Regions from separate parts of the Gossypium hirsutum genome. Here region 1 is linked to region 2. Evidence: chromatin contacts called from public Hi-C data. All regions are on one chromosome and are shown on one strand. The core of a region is the stretch at or near the end of the contact, and the rest is flanking DNA. Distances in the headings are between cores, read along the strand shown.

What was found. Hi-C and Micro-C count contacts between places; a contact is called where the count stands out from the background.
Region 1: a contact with region 2 is called in a Hi-C map of leaf, with 3 times the contacts expected there. The contact joins the promoter of LOC121222464 here to the promoter of LOC121222462 in region 2. A contact is called at or near these places in 3 of 34 Hi-C or Micro-C datasets (hypocotyl and leaf).

What each region holds. Positions count from the first base shown.
Region 1 is chrD10:54,984,816-54,989,721 of Gossypium_hirsutum_v2.1, reverse strand. It overlaps LOC121222464 (aminoacyl tRNA synthase complex-interacting multifunctional protein 1), which reads right to left and starts at 1,423. Exons shown (of 12, transcript XM_041103306.1): 1 at 1,069-1,423; 2 at 631-726; 3 at 231-401; 4 at 12-77. The coding sequence starts at 1,149.
Region 2 is chrD10:54,626,983-54,631,402 of Gossypium_hirsutum_v2.1, reverse strand. LOC121222462 (transcription factor RF2b) reads left to right here and starts at 2,157. Exons shown (of 4, transcript XM_041103292.1): 1 at 2,157-2,792; 2 at 4,378-4,420. The coding sequence starts at 2,296.

The sequences.
Region 1 (4,906 bases), core at 174-2,673, 360 kb before region 2:
AATGTCTCTACCTGGATATAATCCATCCATCGCATCACATGTGGCAATTTCTCCTTCTCTGGAGTTGAAAGGGCAATCTGACAACAAACAAGCATACCAAGTAAAGGCTATCAATTTTTCGCAAAGGAATTGCAGTTAATTTTCTTCGAGTATAACATAAATTTAGCAGTTCGCACCAAGATACCCTCTCTTTGAAACACAAAGTGAGAAGTATATATTGCAATACATACCATTGAACTATGTATGACTGAAAAAACAATAACATCAGCTTCTGAGGGTGTAAATCCATTGCCCAAAAGTACAGATTTTTTAGCCAAGTCGGTGTTTAATTCATTCAAACCACCATGGCATGCCTTAGAATCACTGGGAAAGCTGTCTGCAAAAGCTATCCACTTCATCACCTACAGTCAAGTTCAAACTTTTCATATTAGTGAACGTTTTTAGGAAAGAGTAAATCACAGCGGAGAAACATGCAAGAGATCATTTTTCCAATTCATGCCAGTCACCTTAATTTTACCAATATACTTTTATAAAGAGAAATGACCTCAGGTCCTACTTCACTAACACTAACATAGGAGCTAGATTACACAAAGATGAATACTTTCATGAAAAAGGCTAACTACACATTACCTCATCATTATTTTGCGGTGACTCCTTCCCTGATGACTTCAAAATGTTTATGTACAGGGCCTTAATATCATTTCCAGGGACTTGACTTGAAAAAGCCTTCTGCAAAATAAAGTAAGATTTTATATAGCCATCAATATTGGCACATAATTAGGGAACCAGATAAATAAAGCACATCTCAATTGACTGCAAATGTAAGCAAAACTTAGCAAATTGCATGGTTATTACAAATTGAAATACATTAAGCATGTTTCCCTTCTTCTACACTTAATTGATAAGGAAATAATAACTGAACTGAAGTAAAACCCATTACATAAAAGTAAGTAAATCGCTTCCTTAAGTAAAAATGAAAGAGATTTTAGCTAAACAGAATAAAATAAACGACATGCAGACAAGATAAAGGAAGTAAATTATAAAGATGGGTGTTTCAATTTTACTCACAGGATCCAAAGAGAAGTGCTTGCAAAGAGATGATACTATTCCTTGCTTCCTTTTGAGATCACTGGTTCCATTGGTTGCCATGTCTGGGTTTTCTTCTCTTTTTCTCCCTTGAAGAGTTCTTTAGACCAAGAAACAGACGTAGGGTTTTTGTGGTTTGATGAGCTTTTTCACTTCAGGAAAGCTTGACCAAATATTGATTGGGCTAAGCCTGGTTCCTTGGTAGACTGGACATCACTCCATACTTGTCACTTTGTAACCTTAGCTAGTTTACAGATGATTTATGTTGTCAAGATGTTGGGCTGCTTTAAGGTTTCGGCTAAGTCCTAGGCCATTCTTTAAGATTAGTTGAGGAGTAATTTTCAAAAATTTGGAATTTAATTTTTTAATTTTAAAATTCAGTCTAATCAGTAATATTGTTAATTTTTTCAATAGTCATATAATTAAAAAAGTGGCGTTATAATAAATTTGAAAATAACAAAAATATATATATATATAGTGTTAATCTTTCGCATTATGTCGACCTATTAAGGAGTAAATACTGACCACAAATTTTAAAGTTATTTCATATCTAAGAAGAGGATTAAACCCTCGATCACTGGTTAAGATAAAAAAGACTTTTACCATCTCATAGTTCAATCTTCTAAATATTCATCAACAAATATTTGATTGTATTAGTTAAAGTATAATCTCATTCCAAAATAATATACAACTATTAATCATACTTCTTTTCATTTCACATTAATTTTAAATTAAAAACACAAATCTACTAAATATCCACATTTTTTAAAGCTACAAAATAATAAAAATGCTAGCAATACTACGAGAAGTATATAATTTTGACAAGCGTCTTGCTTGTTTGATTGACACGTTATACTTTTTATCATTAATAAAATATACGAGTCCAATTATTATTTTAACAAAAATTCAAAACTGGTTTAAAAATAATTAAATATTTTTAAGTCATTATTAAATTAAAAATTAAAAAAATGTGGTAAATGCATATTTTAAAAGAAGTTGTAAAATTTTAAAATTTTGGTAAATACATATTATGGTTACTAGAAAGATTTTTCTTCTCCCTTCTTGTGTTCTTGTCATTTGACTTTGTTTGCGTAGAGAGGCATCGACGTGGTGAAATGTTGGCCCTTCAACACAGCTTCAGATGACGATAATGGTAACAGTAAGATAAAGAAACAAATCTTTTCTTCCTCCCATAACACTCACCTGGTGGTCCGAACAGTTTCATCTTCTCAATTACCTAACACACAACGCAGTAGCAGCAACGGCATGGAAGGAAATAAGTTGCAAGACACAACCCAGAAACCAACTTAATCTTCATCTTACAAGTAAACCAAAAAATAAAAATATGTTTTTGGTCTAATTATAACAAAGTCAACAAAAAAGAATGTAACATGTTATTTAATGGGTTAATGTGCCATATCAATAAAAAATAATTTTAACCAGAGTGATTAGTTTGAATAATTATTTTAATTAGAATAAATAAACAAATTATATTTTAGATTAATTCACCCTAAAATAAAAATCAACAACAAAAGAAAGTATAAAACAAAACACGCAAGAGAGGTGTGTCGTTTTACTACCTGGCTTTATGTGCTACTAGGGACAACCTACTTCCTACATAAACATACTTATCTTTTTATATAAAATCCAGAAAAATATATATGTTTATGATGGGATTTAGACTGAAAACATCACATCTTAATTCTCTCGATTTTACTATTTTTATTGAAATAATATTTGATTTTTATGTTAATTCTTATCAAATATATTAAATAATTATTTTTATCTACGTGAATATACTATAATATAGTATTATGTAAATAAATTGGGGGTTGGATTTCTCATTAGATATTTAAATCATAATAATAAAAAATAAATAACAAAGAATAAGAGTTGTAAAGTAGAGTAAGGAGAGAGCAGCCATACCCATGAAAACAACAGCTCAATAAACATTATTCTATGGATTGAAATATGTGTAGTGTTGCAGAAGTAGCAGATTCCCTCTGTTTTGCATAAATTCCAATCTTAATTTGGTCAACCCCCCATATCTCCACTTGAGGACAAGATAGAGAAATGGACAAACCAAAGCAGCCCAATTCCATCCCCTCACCTCCCTCAATGGTCTCTAGAGGTGCTCATGGGCCGGGCAGCCCAGCCCAGCCTGATGACCCGTCCGAAATATGGAAGGGTTCGGTTAAAAATATAGGTCCGAAATATGAGTTTAGGTAAAAAAAGGAGGCCCATTTAGAAAACGGATCGGGCCTCAGGCACCACTTTTTTGGCCCGGGCCCAGCCCGGCCCAAATATAATAAATATTTTTTTTTATTTTAAAATATTTTTAAAATGCTTTTTTTATTTATTTTTAAAATAAATTTTTGGTCTTTATTAAAAAAATGGGCTGGACCGGGCTCGGACTTAGAAATTTTTTTCCAGACCGAGCTTGGATAAAATTTCAGGCCCATATTTCGAGCCAGGCCCGGGCCTAGGACGCGGGCTAAAATTTTTTTTTGGGCTCGGCCCGAACCCAGCCCATGATCACCTCTACTGGTCTCCAAACCAATGTTATTTGAAATATATCGAGCCATCGGTTGGACCAGATTAAAAAATATCAAGGAATCAATTTAAAAGATGGTTTTAAATTAATTAAATTGAGAATCGATATAAATTGAGTGAACTGATTTGATGATTAAATCATAATTTTAAAATTTTAAATTTTTCAACTTAAAAAACGTTGGTTGAAACTATAAACTGTTATATCAGCGCTTGGACCCATGCAATACTATAAATCAAAAAGAAATATTTTTAAGAAGAAAGTGAAGAAGATTACATGGCAATGAGAGGGATGTTTAATATACATGATGTGACTATAGGATAAAAACATAAATTTAAAAAAAATTATTTAATTATAATATATATTTTATATTTTATTTTATTAAACTATTTATAGTTTTTGACAAAATTTTGATTTTTTATATTATTTATTTTATATAACTATTCTTCTTTTATAATTGTTTTTTTAATTTATAAAATTCCATTAACTTAATTTGTTCTAAATAAATTATTTATTCAAATAAAGTAATGCAAATCCTAGAATTTTGAATTGATGAATTTTAAAATGTTAGCATTTAAAAATCTTAAAAATTTTAAAATCATTCTTCCAAACACACTCTAAGGGTCAATTTGGTATTATTGTTGCGGATGAGAAGTGCTTTTAGAAAGCTTAGTTTAAAAGAAGTATGAAAAAATATTGTGAAAATGTGTGATTTATTAAATTAAGGTATTTAGTATTACCATGAGAAATTGCAGTGAAAAGTTAAAATATCTGTTTGACATGATGTTGGAGATTAAAAAATAATATTTAGATAATATTTAAATAATTTAATATAATTATATATAAAATTTACATTTTAAATATTTTTAATAAATAATAAATTATTTGTAAATTTATTTGTACATAAAATATTTTAAATATTTTAATATAAAAATAAATCATATTTTTGAATATAGTAACAGGATATATTACATTCCTAATAAGAGAAAAGAGTTCAAATTTTAAAAGACGATATTATTAAGAAGAACAGTTATAAACCCTAAACATGAATAATGAAGCGAATATTAAACCTACCAACAAAAAAAATGTAGACCAGTAGTTTGTCTTGACATGGTTCCTCTATGCAGTGATGCAACCATTTTGTTTATGATTAGATGCTTAGTTTCCACTCTCGCCTTGTCTATAGCTAAAATACGCTTCTTCTTCTTCTTTTGCACGTATGGAATTTATTCTTTTTATTTTTATTTAAAATCATTTAGTTTTATTATT
Region 2 (4,420 bases), core at 908-3,407:
TCATATGCCATCTAATTATCTGTGTAAAAAAACTATTTTTTTTATATAAATGGCTAAATACATTTCATAAAAACTTCACGTCAACTTCTTGTGACAACAAATAATTATACATTTTGGTACCTGAATTTCACTTCAAAGTTTAAATTTTTTGTGTCCAATTAAGCACCTAAACTTGGTAGGAGTGAGCGTTCGATCAAATCAAATGAAAAATTTAGGGTAAAAATGTAAAATATTATAGTTTGCTATTCAGTTTATTCGAATTCGAAAAACTCGATTCGAACTCGAAATTCGAAAAAAAAATTGAGTTAACTCGATTCATTGAACTCGAAATTCAAAATTTTCTTCAATTTTTTCGAGTCGAATCGAGTTTTACTCACCCCTAAAACTTGATTTCAAGGTTCAACTTGATACCTAAACATTTCTGGTCCAATTAGGTACATGAACTTGAATTTTTGGATCAAATTAGTACCTAAACTTGGGTTCATAGTTCAAATTGATTCAAATAACTAAGTACTAATTTAGACCATAAAGTCAAATTCAAGCACTGATTTGAACTAAAAAACCAAGTTTAGGTACCTATTTGGACCAAAATAATATTTAGGCACCCATCTGAACTTTAAAGCCTTAATTAGAAAAAAAAACTTACCAATTTAAAACTTGAAATCAAGTTAAGGTACCAAAATGAATATTTACCTTTTTATCATTCAAAATGAAAATAAATTTATTTATTTAGGGAGAATGCTGGTAGTTTTTAGAGGGAATTACGGGTTAGGCTTCAATTTTCTTTAAGGAGTTGAATTGAGTTTGAATTCTAAAATTATTATTGTTGTTAGAGTTTTATTTAAATATTATCCCGGTTAAAATAAAATTAGATTTAAGCTGTAAAACAAATAAATGCACCTGTAATTATAAAAAATAAAATATTAAATAAATATAATTATATGTTAATATTTATATATTTTTATAATTAAATTAAATTTTTTTTTAAAATCTCAACTTGAATTCGTACGGGCATGAGATCAAAAGATGGTTGCCTAAGGCGGGCTGGGCCACTTGGGCATTGACAATAAAATTAATGACATTTTAAAATTTTAAAAAAATTAATTCAATAAAGCATTTTGATTTTTTTAAAAAATATATAATTACTTTGTAAAATTACATAACTATATATAAAACAAAGGTTTTGCTGTCGACATGTGTCCACCCTTTCAGTGTCCACCTCTTTTTCATCAGGGAAATGGTAATATTCCAATTTTAGTCCCTTTTACCTAAGTTTAAGATTTAATTTTCATTCTTTAAATTCTTGCATAATTTAGTATCTATATTTTATATGTTATTAGTTAGTCCAAAGAGCTAATATTTTTAACTACTTTGATTAATTTTTTACTGGATTTAAAAATATATATTATTCTAACAAAAAAATTTTGAGTTTAAATAAATTTATTTAAATTCGAAATTATTAACAAAATTTTTTGTTAGAATAATATTTTGACGCACTCTCTCACATTATAGAAAAGTGGTTAAATTTCAATTTTGGTCTTTCTATTATGTCAAAATTTGATATTTAATTTCTAACACGATTTGGTCTCTATATTTTTATAATGTTATTAATTAGTCCAAATAGTTAATACCATCAACCTTTTTATTGAAAAATCATGTGATTATATATAATTTGAATGCATTAAGAGTCTTAGAGGCATATAGAGATTAACATATGCCTTCCCATTTCTTTTAACCATTTGCGCTCCTCTCTTTTTTTTCTTTTTTTTATATCATAAAATAATGATCAAATTTTAATTTTGGCTCTTTATAAAATTAAGATTTAATTTATATGTTAATTTTAATTTATAAGATAGTGTAATATTTAGGCATTAAATTTTAATTTCCTAATCTAATTAATTTTTTTAAAAAAAATAAAGCTTGAATGTAATCATTGCAAATTATTTAATAATTCTCTCAGTTCTGAACTCTTTAAAGAATAAACAACTAAAATAATTAATTAAGTATAGATTTAATTAAAATTTATTGATTAAAATAGATAATTAAATGTGACACGTATACAATTACAAGTAATTATTAGTAAATTCAATTACGGGTAACTTTCCAAATACTTAAAAAAAAATTTATGTCAAGTGTTTACTTAAACGGCGTCGTTTATGAAGTTGTATTTTGTTAGGAAAGAAGCGAAGAAGAAAGATAAAATAATTTCAACACTCAGGTGGCTGGCTCGCTCATTCTCTCTCTCTCATTCTCTGCTGAGTTTTCTGAGATCTGAATCTAAAAGGAAACACCAAAATGCAGGATCCACCAAGTCTGAAGCCGAACCCGGATCCACCGATTCCCTCCAATGCATCATCCACCACCCCTTCTTTTCCCAACCCAACCACTTTCCGAGGCTCTTACCACAGGCGAGCCCAGTCTGAAGTTCAATTTCGGATCCCGGATGACTTGGATCTCGTTTCCGACCCTTTCGAAGGAATGGGATCCGAAGACGACTTGTTTTGCAGTTACATGGATATTGAGAAGCTAGGGGGATCATCTAAGGGAGCCGAAGAAGGAGGGGGTGCTACTGGCTCTTCAACTGCTGGATCCGCTCATAATCCCAAAGGAGATGAAATCAGTGGCGGGTCGGCGGGGATGGGGGAGAAGACTAATGAAGGTGGGAAAGGAAGGCATAGGTATAGTAATTCAGTTGATGGGTGCTCGCTAATGGAGTCCATTGAAGCTAAGAAAGCTATGGCTCCTGATAAGCTTGCTGAATTGTGGACTATTGACCCTAAGAGAGCCAAAAGGTTTGGAATTTACTTCTCTTTTTTCTTCCACTATTTCGGGCTTCTTTTTACAGCATTTGGTTTTGGGTACTCTTGCAATTGGTGAAGAAACTTTAAGCTTATAGCTTTTAATGGAAAGTTTGTGTTTTGGTTTTCGGTAGATTATTAGGGGAAGTTATTTATGAACGACATTGTAGTGCTAGTTTAAAAATTTTGTGTCTTTTTCTTTATTGTTGGTTGGTTATATATATTTAAATTTTCGTGGGTGTTATGATTATTTTGTTGAAATGTTCTTTTCTTTCTTTTCTTAATCTCAATGGTATCAAGTTGACTTTCTGTTCCTCTTGTTTTGGTTATAAATAGTGTCTTGGGCAATTTAGGAAGTGAATTAAGAAGTTGAAACTTGGAAATATATTTTTTAGGGGAGGGTGGAATTTGAAAGAAACTGAGTTACTAGGGTTCATGAAAAACATGCAATTCTATGTAACTAATAATTGGTGTCTATTATGAGTTTGAACTAATTTTAGGTACTCTTTTATGGATCATGCATGTTTCTTAGCTTTTTTCTCTGGTTTCGTGGACGTTTTGGTTGCATTGTTGACTATCCTTTTGTTAACAATTTACTTTTCTGAGCCTTGAAGAATGGAGTTTTGTTATTTTCGGAAGTTCTTAAAACCATTCGCTTCTTCTTTTTTTTAAATGAAAAATTCATGTGAATTGTAAGGCGTGTTCTATATATGGTTATTTGTTTTGTACCCTGATTAGGAGATTTCATAAATGCTTCCTGATCGAGGGCTGAATAGAATATTTGTATTAGTAAATTATACCTGAATTTCAATTATATATCTCTATCTCAAATTGCTAAAAACATTTTATGCTTGTCTAGGTATTTCAGCATACGAATGGTCTGTTACACCATTTAATATTGTAATACTAGGTCGTGGGTAGGAAAAATATTGTTTGAGTATCACTGGATATTTGTTTCATAACAAAATCCAGCAGTGATTAATCTGATTGCCGTATTCCTGACCGTAAACTAATTGATATTGCCACTTTTTCTCCTCCTAAATGATGTTTTTGAAAAGTTTTCTGATAGTTTTATCATATTCTTAAAACTTGATGGAAAGTTTTCATAACTTTTTTGTCAATCTATACCCTGCATGTCACTATATTTCATGCAGTACTAGTATGACATTACAACAAAATGACTAGTGGACGGACACATTTGGTCGCTGTTGGTTTCTAATAAGTTTGAGTTTTGGGCGAATGAGCTGTTCATTCCAAACTTTGGAATGCGAATAATGGATTTGAGAAGGTCACGTGATTGTGAATTTTTCTAGATTTAGAATGTTATAGCCTTTCTTCACTCATATTTGCTAGTGTTTGAGAGCCTCTAAACTCGAGTCTGTTATTTATATATTATTCAAAAAGTTTATATTGCCCTAAATGCACAAGCATTTGGTGAGGTGGCTGGGTTAGAGAAATTGTTCTCTTCACTCAACTTTTATTGGGAAATGGAAATTCTCTTCCATAGATTGACTGTCATTATTTGATGAGCTATGTGCTTCCATCCAAGTTTCTGCTGAGAACTTCATAACTTGTGTAGGATCATCGCAAATCGTCAGTCAGCTGCTCGCTCTAAAGAGAGA